Linked DNA regions of Sus scrofa: all the other regions are linked to region 2. The links are chromatin contacts, called in public HiChIP or PLAC-seq and promoter capture Hi-C maps. All regions are on one chromosome and are shown on one strand. The core of a region is the stretch at or near the end of the contact, and the rest is flanking DNA. Distances in the headings are between cores, read along the strand shown.

Region 1 (3,083 bases), core at 64-2,563, 310 kb after region 2:
TCAGGTTCTTAGCCCACTGAGCCACAACGGGAACTCCTCGAGGCATTGTAATGTATTAACTCATTTTATTCTTGCAACTCTAAGCGGTACTATTACAGCTCTAATTTTATAGATATGGGGTCCATAACTTTCTAGCTTTTTGGGGGGTGTTCCCAGTCTAGAGGTCTAATTGGAGCTACAGCTGCCGACCTGTGCCACAACCACAGCAATGCCGGATCCTTAACCTACTGAGCGAGGCCAGGAATTGAACCTGCAACCTCATAGTTCCAAGTTGGATTCGTTTTCACTGAGCCACAACAGAAACCCCTAACTTTCCCCAGATCTTTTAATTGGCAATGCGGGAGCCAGAATTCTCCAAAACAGTCTGTATGCTGCGGAGATCATGTTCCAAATTATGCTGCTGATAAAGTTTATTTCTACTCCAACAGTTTTTTCTTTTATTACCAACAAACAGATCCGAACTTGTTTTCAAAGAGTTTACAAGCATTTAAAGGATTAGATGACATAGTGGTAGATATTGAAAATCTTACCTTTCATTATTTACCTTTTGAATGGCAAGCTCTGAATTGGAGTAGCTTTAAAAATACCCGAGATATGTGAGTGCAGACTTTATTTGTGCGATCACAGTTCTTATCTCTCTCGATTTGGGCATCTTTAGGTCTGAGAAGCTTGATTTCCTTGTATGAAGCAGTTATTGTCATTACTCTGTCATATTCTGGAAAGAATTCCTATTCTTTAGGCCTAGCATTCCCTAAGTGTTCTGTTGGTTATGATGTTTTCAAACAGCTCCTTTAGTGGATGGATTATAGAAATGAGGGGTCCTTGAGAAGAGATAAGCTCTGCCATTTAATAGCTGAATGGCCTCTGGCAAGTTATTCTAAATCTTTGTTTCCTCAGCTATAAATGAGGGTAATGATAGTATGTACCTCATGGTGTTAAATTTGGAATATTAACTGAAGCACTATTTTAAAGCACTTGGGACAGTTCATGGTACATACTAAGCAATAATTGAAAATCCTGTTTATTATGTCCATGACTCCAAAAATCATATATTTTCTTCTAGGCAAAATATCAGAACCACATAGCTTAATGTGTTCAAAATAACACTTTCACGGACTTTAAGTTATTTGATTTTTATAAGACCCTTTTAGATGAGTAATGCTATATTACTACAAATATGTATTTTTAAAATGAGAAGCTTAAAGGTCATGGTGATTAGGTGACTTGTCCCTGGCTGCTCATCTAAATGTGGGTTAAAGGTGAGCTAAAGCTAGGACTTCAATGCATCTCTCTCGACACCTTCTCCCGACTTCTGTTCCATCATTCTGTATTGTTTCTTTTCAGGAGTCCTATTCACTTGCAGTGTATATTCTATCCACCCCCATGTGTGTTGTGGTGTGTTTGAGTGATGGGTTATACCTTAACTTGGCTTGTCAAGTTAGACGGTGGTATGTTCAGCAAACTCAAACTAATATCTCATCTTTTTGTATATTTTTGGTTTTCCCCAAAATGGTATATTTTAAGTTGTGTTTTGGTCACACACAAAAAAGCAAGTTAAAAACAAAACCAAGGGAGACAAAAAAAAAAAAAAAAAACATTGGAAATAACCGTGTTACTTTTTTATTCTGATCAATGAGACAGTGCCACCTAGTGGATTTTTTCTAGATAGCTGAATTAAGAAAAAAATTAGAGGAGGTTAGAGCATATAGTGGAAATAAATGAAAAATGATAAAAGGAGAAATGTAAGACATGGGATCTGTTTACCATTTTAGAATCTCTAGTATACTGCTAACCACCCATCAGTGGAATATTACACTTGAATGCAAGCACCATAATTTTTCTTTTCTGTTCATTGCTGTATCCCCAAACCCAGATCAGTGCCTGCCACACAGAAGGAACTCAGTAAGTATTCATTAAATGAATGAACTGTTAGAGTTGACTTATTTTTAAATTAAAAATATTATTCATAATTTTCCTTTTGCTGGAGAATTTCCTATAGTTAATATATAAAAACAAGCTTGTCATTTTTATTTGTATCCTAGTTCCTATTGTAAAGTTAGCTTGCTAATATTTGGTGGAAATTAAAACACATGTGTTTTTAAAAAACTGAAGTAAGGCTTGGGGAAATATTTCCATGACTAATTTGTTAAATTTGCTTGGGAAATGGCAAGCCAATTGGTAGAAAATGGGAAATCTGCTCATAGGCATATAAATCCAGTCAAATTCAGAAGCAACTAAATTTAAAAAAATATAATAGCAGAGAAAAATCACTCTTTAACTTTTATTTTAAAACTGGGTATTCCTTAAGGTGACTCAAAATTCAGAAAGTACAAAAAAAAAAAAAAAAAAGTGAAAAGTCTCTCTCCCTATTACTGTCCTCCAGCTACTCAATGCCCTTACCTAGAAGCCACCAAAGTTATTTTCCCATGTGTCCTTCCTGAGACATCTTAGATGTGTGCAAATGAATATATCTATTCGCCAAATTGTACCTGTTATTATAAAACTAATACACATCTTAAAGCTATTATTTTAAAGAACAAAATTTGATGGAAAGCTTATTTGTCTCAACTTTCAAAATATGCTTTTAATGATTAAAAATGGCAGTGTTTATAAAAAAAAGGGCAGTGTTTTCCTATTGAAAAAATTCTTTTGAGAATTCCCTGAATTACGTTTAAATAGGAGTTATTTTAGTTTTGTTAATTTCCTTCTTTCTTATTTATTTATTTGTTTTTTTTTTTTAGGGCCTCCTTTGTGGCATATGGAGGCTCCCAGACTAGGGGTCCAATTGGAGCTGTAGCCACTGGCCTACATCACAGCCACAGCAACCTCAGATCTGAGCTGCGTCTTCGACCACAGCTCAGGGCAACGCTGGAACCTCGACCCACTGAACAAGGCCAGGGATCCACCCCGAATCCTCATGGATCCTAGTCGTGTTCATTAACCACTGAACCACGAGGGGAACTCCTGTTAATTTCTTCAGTTTTCACAGTAAATTTATATTTGCATGTACGTTATTTACACAGATTCTGGGCATGTTGATTGACAGTTGAACCAGGTTGTTGTAAATGTCCCCCACCCCTCTC
Region 2 (3,519 bases), core at 446-2,945:
TTCCTAAATTAGAAATATTATACGTGAGATTTAAATTTAAAAGGAACTGAGAAGGAGTTCCCGTGGTGGCTCAGTGGTTAACAAATCTGACTAGCATCCTTGAGGTCTCAGTTCTATCCCTGGCCTTGCTGAGTGGGTTAAGGATCCTGTGTTGCCCTGGGCAGTGGTGTAGGTTGTAGACTTGGCTTGGATCCTGTGTTGCTATGGCTGTGGCTTAGGACAGCTGCTACAGCTCTGATTCAGCCCCTAGCCTGGGAACCTCCATATGCCGTGGATGAGGCCCTAAAAAGAAAAGAAAACAAAAAAAAAAAGGAACTGAGAAGGTCCAAAGATTCATAAATGGAAAATTAAGATTATAGGATTAGCAGTTTTCGTTGTGGCTCAGCAGATTAAGAACCTGACCTTGTCTCAATGAGGATGCTGGATTCCATCCCTGGACTCACTCAGTGGGTTGCAACCTGCAGAGTACGTCGCAGATGTGGCTCAGATCCGGTGTTGCCCTGGCTCTGGATAGGCTCCAGCTGCAACTCCGATTCATTCAACTCCTAGTCCAGGAACTTCCATAGGCTGCAGGTGTGCTGGAAAAAGAAAAAAATTATAGGATTAAACCTTAAAAAAAAATCTAACTTGATCTTAAAATACTTAAGAGGTGTATTTGCCACAGTCAAAAGTGAGTCAATAGGAAAAATGTTTTCAGCCAGCAGCATCATATATATGAGATGCAAAGATAAAAATGCTGAAAATCTTCATCTCTCCTCATCTGTGAAACAATTCAAATGTTGACATATCTATAATGGGTGAAAACTTCATGTTCAAAAAGTTTTTGGCATAGAGACCCCAGATGTTCTGTGATAATTACATAAGTACAAAAATGCGTATCTTCATACATATACATAAGGTGTTACGCTGTTTCATTGATATATATATATATATATATTCAGTGTTTTCACTAAAAAATGAACTATTCTTTTGCTAAGTTTGACGAGATGTTTTTGGTCCTGTTGTTTTGGAACAGGCCGGATCTTTCGAATCCCTAAATAGTTCACAGATGTAAGAGTTTAAGAGTCACGAATCATATACCCTGTTAAGAAACCACCCTGTGCAGATAAGTAAAAGCCCATATTTCATTTGAGAACACTAATTACCATAATCCTGTGTAACCAAATGACAATGGAGAATTGACCCTTCGTCAGTCCTAAAAAGAAACAGCAAAACCGTCTTTGGTTCTCACATGTATGCGGGAACTGCAAAGCAGAGATTGGAGAAGGCGAGGAAGACGGGGCACCAATTATTGCAAGTTGTTCGACCAAGCTGTGAGCCAATCCTGTTCCACACGGTATCCTTATCGTCCGCTTCTGGCGGAGCAAACTTCTTCGTCCAGTCGCGCCAAAATCAGCGACACCGCCTCTCGCCTCTTACTCCCCAGAAACCCCGGGAAACAGCTCATTTCACCCGGCCATTGCACAAAATCCACTTTCGAATCTCTCCCGCGAAAAGCCCTTGACGTCATCAACTCGCGACCACACCAAATCAAGACCCACTATTTAGCCCGCCCACCACTGCCCCAACCAGAACTGCCGTTTTCAAACCGCCAATCAAATTCTTTGCTGGATGCGAGCCTCTGAGGCGGCCGCGATCTCCGAGGCCCCGCCCCCATGCCGAGCCAGCCCACGCCTGTGACGTCTACGACGGACGCACAGCCTCTGGGCCTGTCTTTTCCGAGGCGTAGCGAAGGACGGTGTCGCTCATCCTATGACGCGGAAACAACCACGACTCTAAGGATCGGGAGACGGGAAGGATTGAAGGACGCAGTCTCTGGCCCTACTCTATTTTGGGAATTGGACGGAGTAAGTTCTAAGTGGACTATGGGGTTGCCCTGGCTAGGTGAGATCTAAAGTCCTCAGTGCTTTTTCATGCAGTCCATTCTATCATCTGTCGTCCTTCTCGCCCTGCCCCCTCCCACGAGTCCATCACTTCGCCTGTCCTAGTTCTCTCTGCGCACGCGCAAAAGTCCTCTGGCAGTCTTTGTAGTTCCAATCCTCAGTGGTTGGGGGCGCTTGTTGTCCGATGTTGGCAGGTTTAGGGCAGCCCCGCATTTTCTGCTTCCACGCGGAAGGACGAGAGGGTAAATAGCTTTGCTTCGCAGGTTTGCCTTTTGGTGGCAGGAGGCTAACGAATGTGAGAGTTTGTAATTTAAAATTAAGTCATTTTCTCGTTTAGAACTTTGCGCCTTGTCATTCGAAGAACTAAAAGTCCAATTAGGGAAAAGAGCCAACAAGTAAGAACTAAATAGTGTATGAGTGCACTAATAAATACGTAAGGGAAAATAGATGAGGCCATTAATTAGGGAACACGTGGTAGTGGAAAGCTGCAGAGAGTAAAATGCCATTTAACCTGAGCTTTAAAAATTGAATAGGAGTTTATAAAGCAAGGAAGATGAGAAGACTCATTTAAAGCAAAGGCATGGAGACAAAGTGTGTGGGTATCGCTAAATAGTCAACTGTGACTAGTGTTTCTTAACCTTTATGGCATCCATTTACTTGTTAAAAAAATCTGTCGTTGATGGGGGAAAAAAATGTAATGTATACATGTAAGGATAACTTGATCCCCTTGCTGTACAGTGGGAAAAAAAAAAAAAATCTATCATTGAGCCTCCCAGGAAAATGCATGTATATATTAAACCATTTTGCTATAATTTTTTTGAAAGAAAAGGTGTGAAAGACATTGAAGTGGCCAAGAAAAAAATAAAACTAGATGTCTTGTCTAGCTTACTCTTCCAGGTTATCTCTGTCTTTCATTGTCACTTAATTTGTACAAGAGTCATAATTTTACCTTTTCATTAAAATTTATCTTTTAAAATTTTCCTGGGATTCACAAGAAATCTTAAAACCCACCTCAAATTCCATAGACTGCAGATTAAGAGTTCCTGAGTCAGAGCATTGACTGCATGGTGACAGGTTGCAAGAGTTTCTACTAAAAGGTAGGCAGTGTGGAAGTCAAGCATACCTGAGCTTGCTTACTTACCTAGCTTTAGCCAAGTTACTTAACCTTTGAACCTTCATATAAAGGAGTTAAAAGAAACAACCCAAAGGGGTTGTGAGGATTAAAACCCTGTATGTAAAGTAACGGCATTGTTACACAGTAACTTTTATTCTTTGCTAAAGCCCATGAAGTCCCTTGGTTTATTTAACAGTTTTTTTTAAATATATATATGTATATATTCAGTTATAAGAAGATGCTAAGGAATTTCTAATGTTGAAAGTTTTAACATCAGGATCACAAAATTAGATCTGTTTTAGACATGTTACACAGCTTCTGTGAAGAATGGATGACTTCTAGAACAATTTATAAACTGTTTCTATTATGGGGACAGTAGTTGTGGAAAACGTTAGATGGAGCTAAAAGGCCTTTCGCAGGTTGAATTGGTAGGACTTAATGACAGATTGGCAAATGATAAAATGATAATAATGGTTCCAAATTACTGAGTGTGCACTATATAGCAGCCATGTTTAGTGTTTT
Region 3 (3,353 bases), core at 635-3,134, 420 kb before region 2:
TAATTTGTGATATCCAAAGGCATATTTTCTAGTTTCTACAGTCCTAACTACTAAAAACAGGAAAAAGGTCTTTAAAACAAGCCTTTAGATTCCTGACTATTTTAATTCCCTCTCTGGGCTTAAAGACATATTAATAGAAGATCTCACACAACTCATTCTTCTCCATACCTAGGAATATTTACTTTCCACTGAAAGATAGCCTGATATTTTATCTATACAATTGTCTATCATTTTCTCACAGTACAGATAAGAGATATACAAAATTTGATATTTACGTGCCTTCAACTTCCCTTTAACAAAATGGGTAGGCTAGTCTGATGTGTCTCTCCCAGCACCACTAAGTAATTAACTGAGTTCTGACACTACCTACCTGGAGATAAGATCAGAGATCTCATAGGCTAAGGACTCAGTTCCACAAGACTGAATCCCTGCCACCTCGCTCCAACTTCACCTCACCACACACACTTCAGATGCCAATCGTGAATCCAAGTTGTTACCTGTGCTTCTACCAAGCAGCTCTATATTGAAGGTTCCCACCATCCCCTCTTTGGGTTCTATCAACTTGCTAGAGCTGCTCACTGAACTCATAGAAACATTTGCTTACTTTTACCAGCTTATCATAAAGGATATTACAAAGGATATAGGTGAACAGCCAGATGAAGAGGTACATAGGGCAAGGTATGTGGGAAGGGGTGCAGAGCCTCCATGCCCTCGCTAAGCTGCCACTCCCCCTCCCCCATCTCCATGTGTTCACCAACCTGGGAGCTCTCTAAATCCCTGTCCTTTGGGTTTCTATGGAGGCTTCATTACACAGGCATGATTGACTAAACTGTTGACCGCTGGTGATGGATTCAACCTTCAGCCCCACTCCCCTCCCTGGAGATCAGGGTGTGAGACTGAAGTTCCAATCCTCTAATCACAAGGCTGGTCTTCTGGCAACCAGACCCCATCTTTGTTACCTAGAGGTTATCCAAAAGTCACTTCATTAAGATAAAAAAAAGATATCTTTATCCCTCTCACCAAACTCCAAGGTTTTAGGAGCTCTGTGCCAGGAATGGAGACAAAGGCAAAATATATATTTCATATGATAAATCACAATAGTAAGAAAATAATTACTAATTAGATGTGTCTTCCTTACCACACACTGAGAGTGACATATTCTTACCCATTTAAAGAAATACACACAAATGCAGATACACCACCAAATGCTCCCAAGGCTCCAACAGCCAACACACAGCAGGGAGGCACTCAACAGAGAGAGACCTTCAGAGAGACACAGGAGGTAAAGGGAACAAAACAGAGAATGTGGATTACTTGCAAAGGATGGACAGCACTCGGGACAGGCAGCCAGCAGCACAGCCGGGCACACCGCCTGCGCCAGGCAAGCACAGAGGGCCCCGCTGAAGTGTGGAACTCTGTGTCTGTGTGTGTTCCCCTCTCTCACACCTACACACGCTCTCCTCCCTCCCTCACAAACACACTCTCTTACATATACCAGGTCTTTCTTCCAGTTTTTATCACTGTCTTACACACACAGTCTCTCCTATGCACCTACAATATCTTATACACAATCTCTCACAGTCGTACAGAGTCATACACAACCTCCCTCGCATAGTTTCTCTCAGTCTCTCTCACAAACGTGCGCGCGAAAATACACATTCCCTGTGCTAAAGCTCTCACACACACACACAATCTCTCTCTCTCTCTCTCTCTCTCTCTCTCTCTCTCTCTCTCTCTCTCGTTGGCCCCGCCCCGCCCCGCCCCGGCCCCTCCCCCGCGTGGGCTCCGCCCCAGCAGCCGAGGGCGGGGCCAGCCGGTGACAGGAGGGGCCGGGCCGGGGCCGGGCTGGTACTTCTGGCGACCTGGCCAGCCGAGCGCGCTCTGGAGACGCCTGACAGCGGCGAGTGCGGCCGGTCCAGGGCGGCCCACGGGCGGCGGTCGCTGCCTCCCGCTTCGCGGCTTGGCCCCTCGGGCAGCCGTCCCGGGCAGCGGGAGTTGGCTGCGGGATGTGCTCGGCCGGAGAGCTGCGTGGTGGTGGCGGCGGCGGCGGCGGCGGCGGCGGCGGGGAGCATGACGAGAACGGGGACGCGCTGGCTGAGCGGGCGGCGGCGGGGACGGAGTCGGAGCCGGAGCCCGGGGCGACCCCGCGGCGGCGCGGGCGGCGGCCAAAGGAGGAGCTGGAGCAGGTGAGCGAGGAGGGACGGTGCGGTACGGCCGGTTTCCCGAGCCCCACCCGGCGGCGGAGGGAAGTGACCCGGCGGGTTGGCGGCGCCAAGCTCTGTTCCGCGTGGGGCGCTGCTGCTCGCCGCGGCGTTCGGGGAAGCCGCCGCGAGGAGCGGTTGGACGGCGCGCTGCGCTCGGGGCCGAGCCGCGGGGTCGCGCCTGTGCGCTGAGAAGTGCGGGCCCGGAGTCGCGTGCGCCGGGGGATCAGCGCCACCCTTACCCACCCAAGGGGAAGAGGGTTCTCAAGCCGGCGCTCAGAGCTCTGTGGACGGCCCTTCTTAACCGTCATTTACCTAAAAGCCTTCCTTGTAAACACTCCAAGTCCGCACCCCTAGGAGTGTTCCAGGGGACAGCTGCTCCCCCCACCCTCCATCTTGGGTTTCTGAACCCACATCCAGCACCTCTGAAAGGTGTGGGTGTATTTCTCCAGACACGCTATCAGTATCTGAAGGCATGTGTGGGAGCCAGTATTACAATAGATGTCTTGACAGGGACTCTCCGATAGCAGGCTTTTCACATGAACACAGATGAGATCTAGACTTCATTTTAAAACTGAAAAAGCAAGAAAATTGCTTTCAGTTGGTACCAAAGGGGGAAAAAAGTATGAGGCTAGCCATAATAAGGGAAAAGAGAAGTTAGGTAATTTTTGAAACTCTCTGAATTTGCTTTCACTTAAGTACAGCGCTTATAACACATCATTTACCTTCAAGATTAGGCAAGAAGTTTGAGAGAGATTGAACTGTGTGTGGGATGAATTTTCACCAGCAAATATTATAGTAATTAGACCTTCAAAAATACCCGAGATAAGCTAACCTTCAGAATCACATTAAGGAGCAGGAATTCTAATGATTGCCTTTATTACTGCCTTTATTACAGCCTATACTGTTGAGCTCAGTTGAGGTCTCTTGTTATCCTTCTCCATCCCTTTCGGTCACGTTCTCAAACTCCAATATCATCAGTAAATGTACTAATAGATAAAGTATAACTTCTAGTATCTCAGCCTTATATTTAGGAAAGAAATAACTGTGTGGCACACACAAAATATGCCTTAGCATTTGGCTTGCTTACCATGTGGAAGTGTAGTTTTTCATTCTTTTGACAATATAAGAGATGGTGACTGAAGCAAATAA
Region 4 (3,388 bases), core at 775-3,274, 330 kb before region 2:
ACTGTCATGTGTAAACATAGGTAATTCAAACTATGAATTAAAAGGATGAGTTTATGTCCATAACATCTAACCACCAGAACAACATCACTGTAGCAAATGATCTCAAAACAACACAAAGTAATTAATAGTCAATAGAGGAGTTCTAAGCAAAAAGAGATTCACATTTGGAACCATATAATCTGGAAGACAGTTCAAGGTACAGAATGCATCCTGACTGACGCCAGGGAACCTATTTAAAGAACTCTTGCTTTAACTTCAGGACAAATTACAAGAGAGAAAGGAACTTTGAAAGGGATGGGACAGTTGGAGAAAGGTCCTACTACTTGGAAGGTCTCTCTAGAGACCTACAACCAGCAGGTCTCTCTAGAAGGCTGACATTAAGTAGCCATCACTGTAAATAACCTATTTGTGTCTCTTACTGGTAAACTGAATATTCTGCCTGAACAAGTGCCATATAAATGAATTCCTTAGCTGTGACAAGATAAACACATAAATTTTATCAGAATACACCTGTCTATTGTCTTTATTGATTTCCTACCCATGCCCAAAATTAGGGTTAGAAAAGCAATACTGTATTGAGCCAATATAATTTCCTGCAGGTTAGTTTAAGGTGTGCATATTGACAATATGTTCCTTTTTGTTGCTGAGTAGTATTCTACGTAATGGATATACCAGTTTCTTTTAAACATTCCGGATTGGAGTTCCCGTCATGGCTCAGTGGTTAATGAATCCGACTAGGAACCATGAGGTTGTGGGTTTGATCCCTGGCTCAATCCATGGGTTAAGGATCCTGCGTTGCTGTGAGCTGTGGTGTAGGTCACAGATGCGAATCAGATCTGGCATTGCTGTGGCTGTGGCATAGGCTGGCAGCTGTAACTCTGATTTGACCCCTAACCCGGGAACCTCCTTATGCCGCAGGAGCGGCACTAGAAAAGGCAAAAAGACAAAATAAAATAAAATAAAATAATAAACATTGGGGGTTGAATTTTCAAGACTATTTTGCAAATATATCTGCTTGATTTCAGGGGCTGCAATGGGGAAAGAAATAGCCATTATTCATAAGTTATTCAGTCATTCTACCAATATCCAATGGCAGACTACTGGGCCAAATATATCCCTGGGCACTTGATCAAAAAAATTACTGAGATCCAAACAAGGTCAAAATTAGGGCTAAGACTGAAACCCAGGTGGGTCTAGAATTCAGGAAGCAAGAAAATGAGTATGTCAAAGAACATTTTATCATTAATAAAATTTTCAATTAAATTAAAACAGGCTAAAAATTGATGTGACTGATTTGTTAGTAATTAAAGCTTCCTATCTACTTAGACCAGGTGTTTGCTAAGCTACGCCTTATAACCGATTTTAAAGCCAACCAGACAAAAACTCAGTTTTAAAGAAAACCAAGTCGCATCGGAGTAGCTGTCTCTTCCCATCTACCACAGTTCGAGAAACACTCTTGGACAAGTCTGGTGTCCCTGAAAAACCACGGTCCTCTAGCTTATTTCCTCTGGACTCCAGATTTGATTTTAGACAAAACAAATAAGGCCAGTAGGGCACGGTTAGTAAATTTCCCTGCAATGTTGACAGTATGGCGATTGAAACGCAAACTGGAAGCCTGAGAGAAAAAAAATTCTTGGTGCTTCCAAACAACCACAATCAATTCCCTGACTCTGTTAGCTATGTATGGTGTAATATAAACAAAACCTAAGCACACACCTCACAGACAAGTGACCCCTTCACACCTGATGACTCCCAGGCTGGGGCTCTAGGGAAGCTGCTCACAAGGTTTTGGCACAAAGTTCGAAAACTGAGCCTAGAACTTGAGACGCCCGGAAAGGCTCGGGACCCACAGTAGGGAAGGCGCGAAAAGTAAAGATTTCCTGGTTAGGTCAAGGTCCAACAGATACCCACACCCACAAATTGAACTGCGTACCCAGTAGCTGGCGGAAGTGACGTAACCGCTAGTCGCCCGAGGAGGCGGGGCGGCCAAAGGAGCAGCCTATTGGGGCCCGGGAGAGGCCGGAGGTGTGGCGGCGTCGGTGGCGAGGCGCGGGCCTGGGCGCACCGGAGGGAGGGGCCTGGGCGCGAGGCTCGCGGGGACTGGCCTTCTTCGGCGGCAGGAGGCGGTCATTCGAGCTGGGTTTGGGGCCTGAGGCGAGTGAGGGGCCATGCGGATGGCGAGCGAGTCTACAGCCCGCTGCCCGGCCCTCCTCCCTCGCACGGCGACGACTCGACGGCCGCTCGAGTAACCACTGCTTTTGTTCCGAGCGCCTGTCCCTTCCGTCGCCCCAGCCCCTCACGCCGCCGCGCTCCGGCCGGCCCGCCCTCGGTCCCCGAACACCTATTCGGCTCGTGCTGCGCGGATGCGGCTGCCGGACCTGGGTTTGGGCTTTGAGCGGGAGGAGGCGGAGGAGCGGCGGCGCCTGGGCGGCATGCAATGGGGAACTGCTGCTGGACGCAGTGCTTCGGGCTCCTCCGCAGGGAAGCCGGGCGGCTGCAGCGTGTAGGAGGCGGCGGAGGGTAAGCCCACTGGGGGAGGGGCCCGGCGCCCGCTGGCTCCTCCTATTCAACCTCTGCCGGGGAACCCCTTTCACTCCCCCACTGGCTTGAAAAGGCTGGGAGCCCGCTCCCTTCACCGCTGTACTGGCGTGAAGAGGGTGGTCGTAGTGGAGGCCCTGACCTGGAGGGGCCTCCCAGGGAAACAGCTAGAGGTGAGGGCGGAGTGTCGCTCCTGCCACCTCCGAGCGAGATTCCTCCGGGCGCGCACTGTCACGCGATAAAAGAGTCATGGGAGGCATCGTCTCTAGGAAGCAAGGGGCACCTTCCCACGAATGGACGGTAGAACAGGATCCACAGCAACCCGAGGACACTCTACGTTGGGCTTGGGTTTAGTGCCAGAGGTGGTGGTAGCTTCCGTTTTTGATTCTCTCTTGACTCTGACAGAGCAGGTGGAGAATCTGCTTCCAAAAAGTTGATGTCTCAGATTTTTTTTTTTTTTTTTAGAAGTCGTTTGGATGCTGGAATAACATAAGATTCCAGACCTTGAGCAGTTCTTTGATAAGTACAAAGACACGAATTGCTGGGTTTCCAGCGGGCGTTTGGATTCTTGGTGCTGATAACAAGAGGGGCAGAGTGTAGCTTTTTCATATTAATTTTTTGGAATTTCGAGAGGAATGTGTTACCTTGATTGCTCTCTGTAGCACAAGGGAAATCACAGCCCTTCTGAACCTGAGATCTCTTGATTAAATCTGAGATATGCATAGATTTTTCTACTCACAGAATCCATAGAATAATAGAATTTCGTAATTATTCCATTTTTGTGTGTTTTATTTCATGAATTATTGAAAAGCATAAATTCCTTTGAAATTGGCTTTGTTGTTTTTAAGTA
Region 5 (3,130 bases), core at 527-3,026, 280 kb before region 2:
GCAAGTAGTCAAGGATAGCTTTAAGAAGAATAAATTCAGTGGAGCAGTGATGGAACAGATGAAATATTTTTAAATCCTACTAAGAGAAATATGTAGAGCAGAAAGAGAATCCTTCCATCTAAACCTAGATTAACTGAGATATCCAGGTGGATCCTATTTTGGAAGGGGTTACATGCCTTGCAAAGGTCTTCGGTGTTGGAGCAAGATGATCTCAAAACCAATTTAATCGTTTTATTATATGACAAATTACATAATAAACTTGAAAGCCACAAACAGCAGGGAATAGTGAAATTTCTATGAGGATAACGGCCAGAATGTCATCCTGGAACTTTCTCCTCAGCGTTCGTTGTCAGCATAATGATGGCAAACATAGAAAAAAAGAGAGAGGACAAAAGGAGAACTTATTCCAGGTATGGTATTTCTTCCGAGGAGAGACTTTTCTTTTTTATTTTATGAGAAAACGAAATTATTGTGTTATAAATTAAATAATGTATATTTTCTAATCCCTCAGGCATGGTATCAAAATCGTTGTTTGTTGGAATGCTTGTAATTCATTAGATTTTAAAAATTAATGGAAGAGTTCCTGTTGTGGCGCAGTAGAAACAAATCCGACTGGTATCCATGAGGAGGAGGGTTAATCTCTGGCCTCACTCAGTGGGTTAAGGATCCGGCTGTTGCTGTGCTGTGGTGTAGATCACAGACTTGGCTTGGATCTGGCGTGGCTGTGGCTGTGGCGTGGGGGGGCAGCTGTAGCTCCAATTCAACCCGTAACCTGGGAACTTCCTTGGGGGTGGCCCAAAAAAAAAAAAAAAAAAAAGAAAAAGCACTAACAAATGAAATGTAAATACTGTAATATTCAAGAAGAGAAGGTTTGGGGTTCCTGGGCCAGAGATCAAACCCGCGCCAGAGCAGAGCCTTGAGTCGCCACAGTGACAACACCAGATATTTAACCTGCTGTGCCACAAGAGAACTCCTATCATCAAAAATTTTAAGTGATCTAAATACTGAGTATTTAGTACTTTAAAAATAGCTGAATACTTAAGTATTTCCTTTTTCTCTTTTGTTGGAAAGCAGAGTTGGAAACCATCCAACTTGCCCCAGATTTGTTACCCAGCTATTAATCATTCACTTTCTTAGTTGGGGGAATATATCAAAACGGGTTTACCGAGATTTATCAAATTACTGCTAATGAATCTCTCACTCCTTCACCAGGAAGGATAACTTCTTTAACCCAGCAGACTCAGAAAGGACTGAGAAAATTAAAATATTGTTGACTTCAAAAACTTTTCCAATAAAATGTTGTTAACCATTTAAACATCTTTCATGTACGTTCGATTTTTTGTGTCAAAATTTAGAGTCACAGATTTAGATTGAAGACAATATCCACTATGCAACATGATTCGACGGTCCTCGCTGTCAAACCAATCAGCCCAGTGAAATTTTCTATGAGCTAAATTCTAACTTCATTTTTCGATTTGAAAAAACAACGTGGTAATAATAAAGGTATCCTGGTGACAACAAACTCAGTTCTGCAAACTAATTCTAAAATAGATGGAGCATTGAAAGGAGCTGTAACATGAGTTTGTCTTTTGATAATAGATCAAAAGTAATGTCATGTTCGTTGTTTTCTTTCCTTGGCTCTCAGGGACGGTCTCTCATTCTACTTCAATCCAAATAAGGAGTTTTCTTGCACTTTTTTAGAAGTGGAAACTTTTCTGTAGTAATACAAATCCCAGAATGCCTTTCGCCAAAGCTATTCCTAAAGGGGCGTGTCTTACGCGCAGAGCTGCCGAAAGTCCCGGGGTTAAATTACACAACCCTGTTCTAAGACAGGCTATATTTTCTTTCAAATTCCTACTTCCTGAAACGGAGGCTGTTTATGAGAAACAGTATGTTTCAGGAAGGTTGTGCTATAATTAACTTTTTTTTCCCCCGAGTTACATTGGCTGGTTTTAAAGTGCTTTTCCTCTTCTACGAGATAAAGGTGAGTATCGGTCTTTTAATGACAAAACGCAGTAGGTGTGGGTACAAAAGACGGCATAAATTTTAAGGAAGTGTTTTCTTAAACTGTGACCTTGTTTCCACCTCCTGGTCTTGTCTATGTTTTAAATAACACTGAAACTCTGAGGACATTTGCATTTCTAAAAACTCCCCAGAAAGGGAGGGGGAGAGGAAAGACCCCTTTGAGCAGGGAAGTTATGTTATTAGGAAGAAGAGAAAAGAAACCCGGTTTTTAAAAGGTTTTAATAATAATAAGTCCTGAAGTCATGGGCCTTACTAGAACTGCTAGTGGGCATCTGGTTTTATCATTGGCTCCAGATGTTTGATTAAAGAGTTGGTATTACTTATTTGCAAATTAATCCTGGGACGTTTGCCTAGAGTACCTAGGTATTGCTAACAGAAATATCACTTTTATGATGGCCTCAATAATTTTGCCAGAAAACAGATAGATAAGGCTTGAAAATGACTCTTTTCATTTGAGAAGAACTGAAGGGAATTCTGGATATGGAAAAGCATGATGTAGAGAGAAAATATCTAGAAAAATTAAATTCCTTCGTGTTTCTGTTCAAAAGAGTCCTTTCATTAACCAATTTTAGACTTTTTAAAAAAATAATGACTTTGAAAGCCGCAGATTGAAACCTTTGACATTTGCAGGTGGATGAGGATGCAAAGAGAGGCAGGATCAGAAATCGGGAGACTTTATGTCACAACATTATGGCACCTCTGCTTGTAAAACTTGCTTGTCTCCTGCCTTGTCTTTTACTGTAGCTAGAACTCCTAGGAGAAACAACACTTGCTTTTGGTTGGCTGATACTTCATTGTTAAGAATGTTTTGAATTCCTTGCATGTAATCACTGTTGCTGTTCAAGTCTATACGTGATGTTTCAGCGTAGTCCTCATATTCTTTTTGTTTCTCCTCTTTCCTCCCTGATCTGAAATTCAAATAAAAAGAGCTTATAATAATTGCATCACAGACGCTGTGTGCCCTTGGGTCTGGCTGGTGTGTCAGCAGATTACGTGACTATAACATGTGCATTATTTTGGGTAGGGGTGGGCGTTGGTTGATTTACCACTTGGAAGATACACTAGACCTAAACAAATAGCAAGTCAACTCTTTATATTCACTGAC

Evidence for each region. Promoter capture Hi-C pulls out the DNA fragments that hold promoters and counts their contacts. HiChIP or PLAC-seq counts read pairs in DNA pulled down with a chosen protein or histone mark.
Region 1: a contact with region 2 is called in an H3K27ac HiChIP or PLAC-seq map of skeletal muscle, with 15 times the contacts expected there. The contact joins the enhancer-like site here to the promoter of LARP7 in region 2. A contact is called at or near these places in 4 of 5 promoter capture datasets (fetal liver, fetal skeletal muscle, liver and 1 more), 28 of 47 Hi-C or Micro-C datasets (adipocytes, adipose tissue, alveolar macrophages and 17 more) and 2 of 2 datasets of contacts at active chromatin or transcription factors (alveolar macrophages and skeletal muscle).
Region 3: a contact with region 2 is called in an H3K27ac HiChIP or PLAC-seq map of alveolar macrophages. The contact joins the promoter of C8H4orf32 here to the promoter of LARP7 in region 2. A contact is called at or near these places in 1 of 5 promoter capture datasets (liver), 2 of 47 Hi-C or Micro-C datasets (heart right ventricle and liver) and 1 of 2 datasets of contacts at active chromatin or transcription factors (alveolar macrophages).
Region 4: a contact with region 2 is called in an H3K27ac HiChIP or PLAC-seq map of alveolar macrophages. The contact joins the promoter of AP1AR here to the promoter of LARP7 in region 2. A contact is called at or near these places in 1 of 5 promoter capture datasets (liver), 1 of 47 Hi-C or Micro-C datasets (liver) and 2 of 2 datasets of contacts at active chromatin or transcription factors (alveolar macrophages and skeletal muscle).
Region 5: a promoter capture Hi-C map of liver shows a contact between it and region 2, with 3 times the contacts expected there. The contact joins the promoter of ALPK1 here to the promoter of LARP7 in region 2. A contact is called at or near these places in 2 of 5 promoter capture datasets (fetal liver and liver), 1 of 47 Hi-C or Micro-C datasets (liver) and 1 of 2 datasets of contacts at active chromatin or transcription factors (alveolar macrophages).

Annotation. Positions count from the first base shown.
Region 1 is chr8:109,776,706-109,779,788 of Sscrofa11.1, reverse strand. No RefSeq gene overlaps it. Among named protein-coding and RNA genes, the nearest start is that of ANK2, 120 kb to the right of the region's middle. Within about 2 kb of position 1,313, at least 2 of the 83 cell types and tissues checked have an H3K27ac peak or open chromatin away from gene starts, as enhancers often do.
Region 2 is chr8:110,087,965-110,091,483 of Sscrofa11.1, reverse strand. LARP7 (La ribonucleoprotein domain family member 7) reads left to right here and starts at 1,695. Exons shown (of 15, transcript NM_001243815.2): 1 at 1,695-1,847. It overlaps ZGRF1 (protein ZGRF1), which reads right to left and starts at 1,564. Exons shown (of 26, transcript XM_021101668.1): 1 at 1,232-1,564.
Region 3 is chr8:110,503,359-110,506,711 of Sscrofa11.1, reverse strand. It overlaps C8H4orf32, which reads left to right and starts at 1,884. Exons shown (of 2, transcript XM_013978951.2): 1 at 1,884-2,186. The coding sequence starts at 2,007. The region is part of intron 1 of LOC102158976 (a long non-coding RNA gene); the gene reads right to left.
Region 4 is chr8:110,419,184-110,422,571 of Sscrofa11.1, reverse strand. AP1AR (AP-1 complex-associated regulatory protein) reads left to right here and starts at 2,024. Exons shown (of 10, transcript XM_003482454.4): 1 at 2,024-2,520. The coding sequence starts at 2,438.
Region 5 is chr8:110,366,647-110,369,776 of Sscrofa11.1, reverse strand. ALPK1 (alpha-protein kinase 1) reads left to right here and starts at 1,776. Exons shown (of 15, transcript XM_003129245.6): 1 at 1,776-1,984.